Linked DNA regions of Mus musculus: all the other regions are linked to region 1. Evidence: chromatin contacts called from public HiChIP or PLAC-seq data. All regions are on one chromosome and are shown on one strand. The core of a region is the stretch at or near the end of the contact, and the rest is flanking DNA. Distances in the headings are between cores, read along the strand shown.

Region 1 (4,168 bases), core at 1,069-3,568:
AGTTTTGTGTTGACATTCACTGGCAGTGAGCTAGGTAATATGTTTTTGAAAGTATGGGTTGGAAGACATGGTCTGCATCTTGCTGGAGATAGTCCAACTGGGACTTGCATATTGTACTCAGGAGGCTCTCATATGTACAATCTTAGCGTATGTGTTGGTGAACCAGTTGTAACGCTCACTGAAAACTAAACAAATCTAGTTCTTCATGGGTAGTCAGTGCTGCTTTATCACTGCAGTGGTGACAGCGGGCGTCTTCTGTGTGTTTGCTGAGGGAACTGTGTCGGGTGTGTGAATACTCTGCTCTATAACCCTAGACCGTCAGCCCCGACCCAGATGCTGGCCCTCCATGGGATATGCAGTGGAGGTGCTCTGCACTTTCTAATGATGGATCGTTAACAACGTTTAAGGAGAGGAAAGGTCTTAAAGTTAAAGTGAAAGAAAATCAAAGTCACTGAGAAAGTTACTATGTGAATACCTTCTAACGTTGTAAATGAATATATAGCAATAGTAATTCTGGGTAATAGTCAAAATTATAGGAAGTTATCTTTTTATTTTTTACATCAGTCACCTCATTATACTGTATAATTTTATTTTAATGTTAAGTAGAAAATTAAGCTATAACTAGAAATAACTTGAGGAAAACTTTAGTATTCTAAGAAATGTTTAATGTTTACACTTTTAAAGTGTAATCTTTTATGTTAGCATTTAGAAGCATACAACCTTGAATTTAGTAACATTTCCAAAGCATATCTAGAATTCATGTTTTTTGAATTTCCAGGTCACTTAAGTTAGAAAAATGAAGAGAATTCAGTTGTGAAATGCTGTTATGTCCCCAGTATGAGAACCAGCATGGACTCACAGCGCCACCTTGTGGTCTCCACGCCACTCCGTTGGCTTTTAATAAAACAAATGAATCCTCATAAAACTCCAGATTTTTGAAAAAGAACATCTTTCAAGTTTTTCTGTTGAAAGATAGAATAAAATTGTTTCTGTCCCTTTGTCTCTGTCCTCCTCTTTTCTCTTATCTGTTTTGGTAAGTTAAATTTTTACAAATGACAACTTGTCTTTATAATAGGCATTGAGTAATAGAGTAATACACTATCTCAGTGAGAGGGGGAAGAAATATACTTTGTGAGAGAAAATCTTATTAAATAGATCTAAGAATAATACACTTTGAACTAAATGAATCAAAATAGTCACACAAGAGAACCATTGACCCCACAAAGTGCTATGTAAAGAAGGGAGAAGAAAAACCTGGGAATTTATGTGCTAGGAGGTCTCTATTGAAGTCAGGAAAGCTCAGATCTATTTTTCTATTTGAAAATGTAGCTACATACATTTGAAGGTCAAGTGATCTTCACTGAAAAAAGGAGATTAGTTCTGCCCCTGACCCCACAAAAACCTGCAGTGCAAGCCTTTACCCACCCAGCCACGGCACAGTTCGTACAGTTATCTGCTTTTTGTGTAGTATCATTTATGTTCGGATTTTACAAATTTATTGTCTCACTCCAAAGTCCTCACCACAGACAGCAGCGGTGTCAACAGACCTGTAAGGTCCTATGGTGACTGTAAGCAGCCACAAGGTCCTGAGGAGGTGACCCTATGGTCCAGACAGCTACCATTTCCTTTTCTCTGTCATATCCCATAAATACAAAATGAGATGGACTATTTCTAATCTAATAGATATAAAATATAGAAAACAATAGATATTAAATAAAACAGCAGAAACTAGAAATTAGGAACAAATTTTCTTATGGTGTTTTATAACAACTTAAAAATTAATACAAATTAAAAAAAATGTATAGTAGTATTGTATACTTACCAAGAGACTTACTTTAAAAACAACCTCTAAAATAAAAGTTTGACTCACTGAAATTGTTGAAGAGATGGAAATAATTATCTTCCTTTAGAAAATGCTTTCTTGGGCTAGGAAGCTGACTTGGTGATAAAGAGCACGGTTCCAGAAGGCTTGGATTCAATACCCAGTACCCACATGGCCGCTCACAAGTGTCTGTAATTCCAGAGCTAGGGGATCGACAGCCTCTTACAGACACACATGCAGGCAGCACATTAATACGCATCAAATGAACCATTAGAAAATGGTTTCAGGGCATTTGATAGTGGCTTTTTCATAATAAAGCAGCCCCTTTGGTTAAATGAAGATCATGAGGAAGGTGTGATTTCATCATTTACCCTCAGCTAACTGATTTTCATAGAGTCTGTCCCTTAAAATGGTTACTTGTCAGTAGTAGCTTGTTCTGCCCTGGAGCCATCGTGCATTTTTTCCTTATGCTGAGAAGCCAGGAAACAGCTGTGAATGGTCTGGCTGAGAATGTGCAGAAATACTGCAAGGAATGTGGAAGGAAAGTACCAGGCAGGATTGAAAAGTGACATCAAAGCCAAGGACTGGGTGCGCCGAAGAAGGCAGCTCTGTCCTGATGTTGTAATGGGAAGTTATAACCGGGCATACATACCACATAAAACTTAAAGGCCGTCTTAGGCCGCTCTGCCTACAGAGCTCCCTGGAATTGATCAGCACCTGAGGAAGCATTAAAGACTAGAAGGACCTTGTCAGTTTTATACACACCAGCACTTGCCTTTTAGCTCAAATGACATTGCAGCTTTAATTTTTAAATGTCTAATCCCAGGTTGTCTTTCATTTTCTCAGAGACTGAGTGCAGACTGAGTAAGATAGCGTGGGTAGCGTGAAACGTTAAACTGCAAAACCAGGGCTTAACTGCTGTGTCTCTTGAGCTTCTGCACTGAAAATGACAGGTTTCTCATTAGCAACAGACGCCTAGAAACAGGACAGGGCCGACAGCAACAGCCCTGTTGAGAACACTCAAATTGTCTTTTATTGGGAATTCTTGAAAATCTAGACTTTTGTCGTGATTTTTTAGGGATACTTGTAGGACCAAGGGCCACCCATGCCTCTTTCCCTATCAGATGCTCTAAATCACCAAATTGAAATTTCTCTTTCCCTCGTTTTTGAAGTACCATGTTTAAAGCTAGCCTCCCCCATTAGAGAAGTGTCTAGTAGTGTGCTAACATCCAAGCTCTTTTATTTCCATGAGCTGAGGTCCTGCTAAGATAGTGAGGCTACCCTTGTGTGATTCTCCTGCTTTGTATTCCCTAGAAGCTAGAATCCTAGGAAAGGACCCTCATGGTCCACACGTGTGTGTGTGTGTGTGTGTGTGTGAGAGAGAGAGAGAGAGAGAGAGAGAGAGAGAGAGAGAGAGAGAGAGAGAGAGAGAGAGAAAGAGAGAGAATGTGTGTGTTTATTTGTATCTGATAGGATTTCTCTGTGTTGCACACATTGTTCGCAAATCAGCAACCTACAGATTGAAAACTTCACTACCCCTACATCTGATAGAGGGCTAATATCCAAAATATATAAAGAACACAAGAAGCTATCCTCCAAAAAGTGAAACAGCCCAATCAAAAAATGGGGTGTAGAACTAAACAGAGAATTCACAGTAGAGGAGAATGGTCAAGAAGTACTTAAAGAAATGTTCAAAGTTCTGAGTGATCAGGGGAATGCAGATCAAAACAGCTCTGAGATTCCACCTTACACCAATCAGAATGGCTAAGATCAGGTGACAGCCGATGCTGGTGAGAATGCAGAGAAAGAGGAACACTCCTCCATTACTGGTGGGATTGCAAACTGGTACGACCACTCTGGAAATCAATCTGGAGGTTCCTCAGAAAGTTGAAAATAGATCTACTTGAAGACCCAGCTATACCATTCCTGGGCATATACCCAAAAGATGCCCCACCATGTCACAGGGGCACATGTTCCACTATGTTCATAGAAGCTTTATTTGAGATAGTTAGAAGCAGGAAATAACCCAGATGTCCCACAATGGAAGAATGGTTACAGAAAACGTGGTTCATTTACAACAATGTAATACTACTCAGCTATTAAGAATGAACACAGCAAACACAGAAGTGGATGCTCACAGTCAGCTATTGAATGGATCACAGGGCCCCCAATGGAGGAGCTAGAGAAAGCACCCAAGGAGCTAAAGGGATCTGCAACCCTATAGGTGGAACAACATTATGAACTAACCAGTACCCCAGAGCTCTTGACTCTAGCTGCATATGTATCAAAAGATGGCCTAGTCGGCCATCACTGGAAAGAGAGGCCCATTGGACTTGCAAACTTTAT
Region 2 (3,812 bases), core at 801-3,300, 790 kb before region 1:
CACTCGCGAATTACTTAGGGGAGAATTTACGCTCTAACATTATTGCCAAAGAGAAACTAAAGCTGTACTTGTACGCTAGAAGTTAAAGGTACTTAATGTTTACCGTTACCTCCCGCGTGCCCTAGCAATGTGAAGGAGCATAACGTTTTCTTAGAGTCAGAGGCAGCCTCGGTTTTGGAATGGGGGATGCGACCAATAGTGGAGTCACTGGAACCGAGAGGTCATTAGGTAACTTATTTTAGAAATATTTAGAAGAAAAGTTGGGTTGGCGGTCAAAGATAGCTTTAATGAACACAGAATGAGGGGACCTGGCCAGTGTGACTGGGAGATTGGTGAGCTCCTACATTTTGGAAGGTCGGTCCTAAATGGAGAGAGGAGCTTGCAACTTCGAAGGAAGACATTCTGCTGCTGACATCCTCCTGTCTTGCTTTTGAGGAAACCATCCCTACTCCACAACCTGGCTCCCTACGCAAAGAATGTGGCACACAATTTCTCAGCCTGAATGGAAAGACCAGAACAGCGGTCCCAAGAACCCCGAGTCCCTCACCAGCCTCGATCCCTTAGTACTGACCAGCTCTTTCTTCCTCTTCTCCTCTTTCACGTCGGTCTTCTTGATCTCCGCCTTGAAGGCCTCCGCCTCTCCGTTCTGGTCGTCCTTGGCCAGCAGATCCATGAGGTAGGCGATGTAGCTGGTGGCCAGGCGCAGTGTCTTGATCTTGGAGAGTTTGGTGTCGGCGGGCACGTTGGGGATGCACTCGCGCAGCTCGGCGAAGGCGCTGTTGATGCTCTGAGTCCTGCGCCGCTCCTTGCGGTTGGCGGTGCCCCGGCGCTTCACCGGGCGCGGCCCCCCCAGGCCGGGAGGCCCGGCGCCGGGCGGCACTCCCCCATAATGGGAGTGGTCCAGGCCCGCGGCACCGCTGGCGTACTCGGGGCTGTAGGACAGGGCCATACTGTAGTCGGGGGGCGACATCTCCGGGTGGCCAATAAGCCAGCCGTGGAAGTAGGGGTTCTCCTCGTGGCTGCAGCGGCTGGCGGCGGCGGCGGCAGCGGCGGCGGCGGCTGCGGCGAATGGGTAGCCCTCATGGTGCACCACGGGGTGGTGGGGAAAGCCCCCCACCAGACTCATCTCGCCTTCCGTGGCCCTCCACGCGCCCCAGCGTGCGCGCAGCCCCGCCGCGCCCTCCGATCGGGCTCCGACCTCGGCGATCGGCGGCCTTCCCCACCCCCCACCCCCCAACCCCCGGGCTCCCGGGCCGGCCCTGCAGCCGCAGAGGGGGCCGCTGCAGCCCGGGGCCCGCGCCTGGCCCGCCGGGCCCGCCTCAGCTGTGCCGCGGCCGCCGGCTCCCCATGGGGCGCGGCGAGCTGGTCCCGGCACGGTGCGCCCTTGCTGGCCGCCGCCGCCCGCCCAGCTCTACAGCCCGCGCGCCGGCTCCCGCGTTCCCCGCTGCAGCGACCAGGCAGAGCGCTCCGGTGCTCATGCAAAAGTGCCGGCCGGCTCCCGCGAGGCAGTCCCGCAGACGCCGGCCACGGGACTCCTGACTCCGAAGATGACCTGGAATCCGGGGCGAGTCCAAGCTGGGGCTGCAGGAGCCGGCCCGGCTGTGCCGGGAGGCGGCGGGGTCGCAGCTTAGCGTGGAGCTACCTCGGTGCGACCCTCCCCCTTCCTGCCCCTTCCCCTCCCCCACCAGCTCGATCTGGGTTCTTGGGCGCTTATTGTTTTAATAAAAATTATTTGGTTGTTGTTTTGGTCCTTGAGTGTGATTTGTTTTTAAAGCTGTAAGGAACGTGTCCGTCCTCGCTCCTCAGGCTCTCTCGGAGGCTTTGCAGAGAGGTCTCAGCGCATCCATTTTCTAAGATCCTCTCCTCTCCGGACAAGAATCTTGGGCCCTTGAAGGCACCTCGGAGCTGGGAAGCGGCGAATGGACTCTCGGAGGGGTGTGCTCAGACAGTGGCCGCGGAAGCTCCTGGGTGGCAGCGGCGGCGGTTCTCTTGGGCTGGACGCGGTGAGGGGAGCAAGCCGATTTTCCCAGCAAGATCTCCATGTACAGCTACATCTTTAGGGCCGCTCGGGTTAATATATGTCGTCAGAGGCTCCTCACGCCAATCCCGGGGCGGCGGGGGCGGCGCCTCGCGCTCTCCGCAATAAAACTTTTTGATGTTCACGTTGCTAATTGCCGAGGTCCTCTTCTAGGATTGGTTGTCCACTCATAACCATAAGATAATTAAAACGGGGGGGGGCAGGGTAAAAAAAAAACCCTTTTATCAGCCATAGGTTAATGCAAGTGTTTAACAGATGCTTCGCTATTAAAATATTTCCCCCCAATACTGAAGAATCTTAAACCAGGTACAGTATTATTTCGCTTTCTTTTCTGATTACAGGGGTGGGGTGAATAGAGAAAGGAACGCAGATTATGCCTTTTCAAGTGTTTTGTAGGTAACCGAGGCAGAAAACTGAGCCGACAGTCTCCTATAGTTTTGTGCTGGGCTGGGGAGGGGATTTGGGGTGGGTGGTGGTGGCGACAAGAGTCTGGAGGTGGCGGTATGGAATCCCATTAAGGTGCGATTGGGAGTGAGCCGAGTCTCTTTGACCAGGCTAGAGCGCCAGCGCTCCTCTGACCCGGCACACTTTGGCAAAGTTGCAGTGGCCTGTTTGCTTAGGCACTGAAGTGGATGACCCAAGTTAGGATGACAACTTGCAGAGAACGCGGATGAGACCTTCAGTTTGTGCCCACACTCATTTGCAGCAACCCTAACAGAGATTGCGAAGATTTTCAAAGTGGGGCACCTCGATTTCTCGAATCTGTGGTGTGGCGAATATCCGTGTTCCTCCTGCTTAACTAGCCTGTTTGGTAAGTAACTGAATAGTTTTTACAGCGTGTTCGGAGCTTATTTTCTAGTTTTTATGAACAAACATATAAATATATCTCTGCATTCCTGCCTCCCTCATAAAAGCGGGCATCTGTGGAAAGCAGGTTTAGTTATCGGAGGGGAGCCATTAAACGGACGTTTAAGAGACAGGCAGGGAGGAAGGCTCGTGGATGTTTAGACTGCTTGCCTTGGCGATCTTGAACGCATTAGAACGGAAAATGGATCTCCACTTGTAAGTTAGCGGGCCTCGGGGCACCTAGGAGATTCCCCAGCAGCGCGGGATAGGGGCGGTCAGTGGAAGGAGGCAAAACCACCCTCCGGCTGGCCTGTATGAGGATCTCTTCTTTTCACTCACACGAAGAAGGTCCCTGTGTAATAGGGTGTCAACAGAAGCCCTTAGGCTGTAAATTTGATCACACCGATAGCTGGCCTTGGACCTGAGGAGGCAAGCAGAGGGGACACAAGTGACTCCCACCGTTGGCATCGCTTTTTGGAGGCAGAAGCACTCTGGTCCCAGACATTAAAGAGAACCCCAAGTTAAGAATCCTGCATGGACAGTCCTTCCCATGTCCCTAGAGTCTGTCTGGCTGTTATTCTGTCTGGAAGGCCACATCAGAAGGAATCGGAGAGCCCATCTTCTTGCTCCCAGGGTACCCGAGCTGAGACCTAACTGCCCTGTGGTAATCTCACGGAGGAAAAAAAAAGACTTTAGAGCTGGGTGGTGGGAGAGGGGGAGAACTTAAAGGTTGTGGCCTTTCTTCTGTTTGCAAGGGGTCAGTTTTCCAGGCCAGCCCCCAGCAGAGGGTCAACTAAGACAGAGCAAATTCAGGATGGGGAGTAGCTGGACCTAGTCTTGCTGGTTAGCTCAGAGGCTTGAGTTTGATGGCAGAACAAAGTGACCTACATAGGGCTCTGCTTTCCAGCTTCGGTGGGTCTGCAGCTTG
Region 3 (3,843 bases), core at 652-3,151, 980 kb before region 1:
CCCTTTCGCACCTTATATTTATATTTAATATACAAACTACCTAAAAACATAGCTGGCACTCTACCCTCTAAAATAGATTTACACAACTACCACGAGTGTACAGGCAGGAAATTTGCAAGGGCCACAAAACACAGTATCACAAGGTGAACTTGTCTGTACTGCTCAACTTTCATCTGGGGTTTCCAAAAACTGACAGGCAGTGGTTAACAAATATCCCAAGTTCCTACAGCTGACATATATCATATAGAAATATCAGTTATTATTTAAAAGGCACCGTACCTTTTCATACTTCTCCTTTAGTTTAGCTGCTTTCTGCTCATACGGTTGTTTATCTTTGGCAGATTGCTCAGACCACATCTCACCCAGTTTCTTCGCAGTATCTCCAATAGACAGGCCTGGGTGTTCAATTTTGATCTTTGGGCGATTTTCAGAGCAAAACAGGAAGAAGGCAGACCTGCAAGGAAGCAAGAGTTAACAAATAGAGGACGATGGGGGCTGGGGGGGCGATGGGTTCGTTAGTTCTCAGATCAACTTACGGTGGTCTCTTCGGAGCATTGGGGTCTTTTTTCTTTCCTTTCTTATCCCCTTTGGGAGGAACATAGTTCTTCATCTCCCTGTCATAACGAGCTTTGTCGCTCTTGGCCAAATCTTCAAACTTGGACTTTTCCTTTGCAGACATGGTCTATGGGGCAGAAAAAACGAGTCAATCGGCAAGGACTTCAAAGCTCCTAGCTGTCCGAGTAATAAAGAAAGTGGATAAACAAATAAGTCGAGTCAATCTGTAAACTCTGAGGCATTTGCATTAAGGGCGCCCTCGGCTTGGAGACCAACCTTTAAAACCCTCGGGTCCCCAGGGTGGCAAAAGCTCGCGCGCTCCCTGGTCCCTGTCGTCCCCCCCCCCCATCCGACCCGCCCCCGCCCGCGGGGACCCGCCAAAAGCAGCCCGGAAACGGCCTGCAGCCGGGCACGCGCGCCGCCCGCCCTCCCTCCCTCACCTTCCATCTCTCGGAGCATTTCTTGGAGAACTCGGCGAAGTTCACCGACGAGTCGGGATGCTTCTTCTTGTGCTCCTCGCGGCAGGTCTGCACGAAGAAGGCGTACGAGGACATTTTGCCCCGCGGCTTGTTGGGGTCACCCTTGCCCATGACGACGGCGCGGCGTCTGTCTACCTGCCGAGGAGAAAGCCGTGTCCGGACCGGGGACCGGGGTGGGGACCCGCGGGGAGGGGGCTGCAAGGAGTGAGGAGCGTGGGGGAGGGGAGCGGGGACAGCGGGGAGGGGGGGGATTCCGCTCCGCTTCCCGCCTAAACCCCGCGCGCCCCCGCGAGCGAGCGCGGGAGCGCGCGCCCCGGCCAGGCCCGGCCCAGCCCAGCCCCAGCCGGCTCCGACCCGCCCGACTCGCCCGCCCGCCCGCGCCTCAGCCCCTCGCCCGGAGGCCGAAAGCCGCCGCCGGCCGCGCGCCCTCCCTGACAGAAAAGCCGCGCGCCTTACACTTACACAAGCCACCGCGAGACCCACAGCCAATCCAGTTTTTAAGAAAGAGACAGAGAGAAAGAAAAAGAAACGCGGCCGGGCTCAAGGGCTTTCTGGCCGCCCTCCATGGCCCCGGCCCTCACCCAAAGACTCGGCCGCCCTCTAAAGCCGCCGAAGCCGCCACGCCGAAGCCCGGCAGACGTCCCCCCACGTCTACGCGTTAAGAGCCAGGCCGCCAAGCCCCGGGCCTCCCGGCCGAACCTTACCTGCTGCGAGCGCTGCTTCCCTCAGACCTCCGCAGAGAGACTTCCTTCCCCAAGCTCCGGCGAGAACTGGTTTCTCGCTAACGCAATCCCCAGCCTCTTGTTTTGCAGAGTTCTCCGCGCCACGGCAACTTGACCAGACCAGTCGCGGGCCACACCTCCCTCCGCTCTGATTGGCTGTGGAGGATTATTCAAACCCGGAGAGTCCCCGCCCCCCCACGGAGAAGGCTTCCGATTGGTGGGTGTCTGGCCAGGCCCGTCCCTCCAGGCTAAGCCTAGCAGGTTCGGTGGGTCTCCCAGGTCGTTAACTCCCAGACCCGTTGGAACCGGTCTAGAGAGGAATGTACTGCTCGGCCCTGATTGGCGGCAGGAAAAGCGTTTGAAAAATGGCGGGCCCGCTGCTGATTGGCCATGAGGGTGGGGCAGGCCCCGAGAGGAACTGCCCCGGCCAGATTTAAAACTAGCAAGGAGGGCGCCTGGCGCTAAACTCTTCAGGTGATAAAGATGGCTCCGAGGTGACTAAAGGCGCTAGGCCAGCCGCGGTTTGGATGCCGTGGCCTGCCTGGGGCTCAGCTACGAGTTCACGAAATAAAAAAATGGGAAGAAAGTGGGGAGCCCGCGGCGCGGAGCCATGATGAGGCCGAGGTGGAACCGGAGCACGGCGGGCGGGGAGCCTCAGACTGTGCGGAGAGTCTCACGGACTCCTAGCCGCGTCCCCTAGTGATTTAAAAATAAATAAAGTAGCCCTCGCCCTCCGATCGGAGCCATGCCTGCCTCCGCGCCGGGACGGCGTCTTCCACAGCTGACCCGCCTAAGATCTGCGGGTTGGCCGCACTGCACCCCAACACTTCGCGGGCGCGGGTGGGAGGCCAGGGTCCCTCACCTTGCCGGTCAAGCTGCTTTCCGGGGAAGGAGGGCTCGGTCCTAACAGGCCATTTCTGCCTTGTGATTTGGCTGTGGAGAGCTCTTTCCCCCCCCCCCCCCTCGCAGATTGACGCGTATGTGGCACCGCTGTTTTCACGGATTTTCAATGTTTTCTACCCCCAGCAACTTTGCTTGCATTTGCGGGGCTGCCCTCCTGTTTGGTTCCTGTGTGAGGATCATTTTCGATAGTGCTTAAGGACTTAGCGGTTCTTAACTTTCTTTTTAAAAAGTAGACTTGAACGTTGTGTTTTTCTTGGAAATGGATGATGGTTCAGCATTGCGAATATACTTAATGCCGGCAAACAGTGGTCCGCCTTTATGTTCTACGACAATAAAAACAATAAGGTGCCAGTTAGGTGTGGGGGCATATTTTCCCGCTTTAAGGGTACCACCAGATTTGTTTTTTTGGTTTTTGGTTTGCTTTTTGTTGTTGTATGTTTTGGTTTTTCAAGATAGGGTCTCCTGGCCGGTGTGTAGCCTGGCTGTCCTGGAACTCACTAAATACTCCAGACTGACCTTGAACTCAGAATTCACCTGCTTCTGCCTGGGATTAAAGGGGTGTACCACCATACCTGGCTAAGGTGTCAGAATTTTGTTAATCGTAATGCTTATAAATTGTGTCTACCTGAAATCTTACATCTAATAAATGACAGTTGCAACTAACCTATAAACCAGACACGCACAGTCAAGCTCACCAAACCTGAGTGTATTATTCAAATAGCATTGTAAGTGAAATTACTGATGCACTACACGTTTACATCATGTATTTAAGTGTTACGTGTACCAGGGTTCTCTAGCGAAACAAAACCAATAGACTGAATCTATATGTAGGAGATTTATTAGAACGACTTATAGGCTGTGGTCCAACAATGGCTGACTAACAGTGAAAGGTCCAAGAAGCCAGAAGTTGTTCAGTCCACAAGGCTGGATGTCCCACATGGTTTTCAGTATAAGCAGAATCCTGAAGAAGTAGGCTCTAATGGCAGTGAAGTAATTTCTAGGAAGAGCAAGAGCAAGCAAGCATTCTTTTTTCATGTCCTTTATAAGGCTGCTAGAAGAAGGTGTGGCCCATATTAAAGATGGATCTTCCTGCCTCAAAAAAAATCAGGGTTAAAAGTGGATCTTCCACTTTAAATGATTTGGGGGGGGGGGTGTTTCGAGACAGGGTTTCTCTGTATAGCTTT

The links. HiChIP or PLAC-seq counts read pairs in DNA pulled down with a chosen protein or histone mark.
Region 2: an H3K4me3 HiChIP or PLAC-seq map of embryonic limb bud shows a contact between it and region 1, with 6 times the contacts expected there. The contact joins the promoter of Hand2 here to the enhancer-like site in region 1. A contact is called at or near these places in 3 of 39 promoter capture datasets (embryonic stem cells, hippocampal neurons and second pharyngeal arch cranial neural crest), 7 of 484 Hi-C or Micro-C datasets (B cells, the N1E-115 cell line, cerebellum and 4 more), 11 of 115 datasets of contacts at active chromatin or transcription factors (craniofacial prominence, embryonic forebrain, embryonic hindbrain and 6 more) and 2 of 9 other capture datasets (embryonic stem cells and embryonic tail).
Region 3: a contact with region 1 is called in an H3K4me3 HiChIP or PLAC-seq map of embryonic limb bud, with 7 times the contacts expected there. The contact joins the promoter of Hmgb2 here to the enhancer-like site in region 1. A contact is called at or near these places in 7 of 39 promoter capture datasets (the 3T3-L1 cell line, cranial neural crest, frontonasal cranial neural crest and 3 more), 14 of 484 Hi-C or Micro-C datasets (CD8 T cells, the G1E-ER4 cell line, the N1E-115 cell line and 9 more), 7 of 115 datasets of contacts at active chromatin or transcription factors (bone marrow-derived macrophages, embryonic limb bud, embryonic stem cells and 4 more) and 1 of 9 other capture datasets (embryonic stem cells).

Annotation. Positions count from the first base shown.
Region 1 is chr8:56,527,256-56,531,423 of GRCm38.p6, reverse strand. No RefSeq gene overlaps it. Among named protein-coding and RNA genes, the nearest start is that of Gm24375, 7.8 kb to the right of the region's middle. Within about 2 kb of position 2,318, at least 20 of the 459 cell types and tissues checked have an H3K27ac peak or open chromatin away from gene starts, as enhancers often do. A contact at or near this core is called in the N1E-115 cell line, craniofacial prominence and embryonic limb bud, where this site is marked.
Region 2 is chr8:57,319,221-57,323,032 of GRCm38.p6, reverse strand. It overlaps Hand2 (heart and neural crest derivatives expressed 2), which reads right to left and starts at 2,050. Exons shown (of 2, transcript NM_010402.4): 1 at 572-2,050. The coding sequence starts at 1,126. It overlaps Hand2os1 (Hand2, opposite strand 1), which reads left to right and starts at 2,174. Exons shown (of 6, transcript NR_154048.1): 1 at 2,174-2,344; 2 at 2,745-2,849.
Region 3 is chr8:57,509,901-57,513,743 of GRCm38.p6, reverse strand. It overlaps Hmgb2 (high mobility group box 2), which reads right to left and starts at 1,901. Exons shown (of 5, transcript NM_008252.3): 1 at 1,739-1,901; 2 at 996-1,169; 3 at 537-682; 4 at 280-454. The coding sequence starts at 1,145. 2500002B13Rik (RIKEN cDNA 2500002B13 gene) reads right to left here. Exons shown (of 4, transcript NR_126553.1): 4 at 3,482-3,656.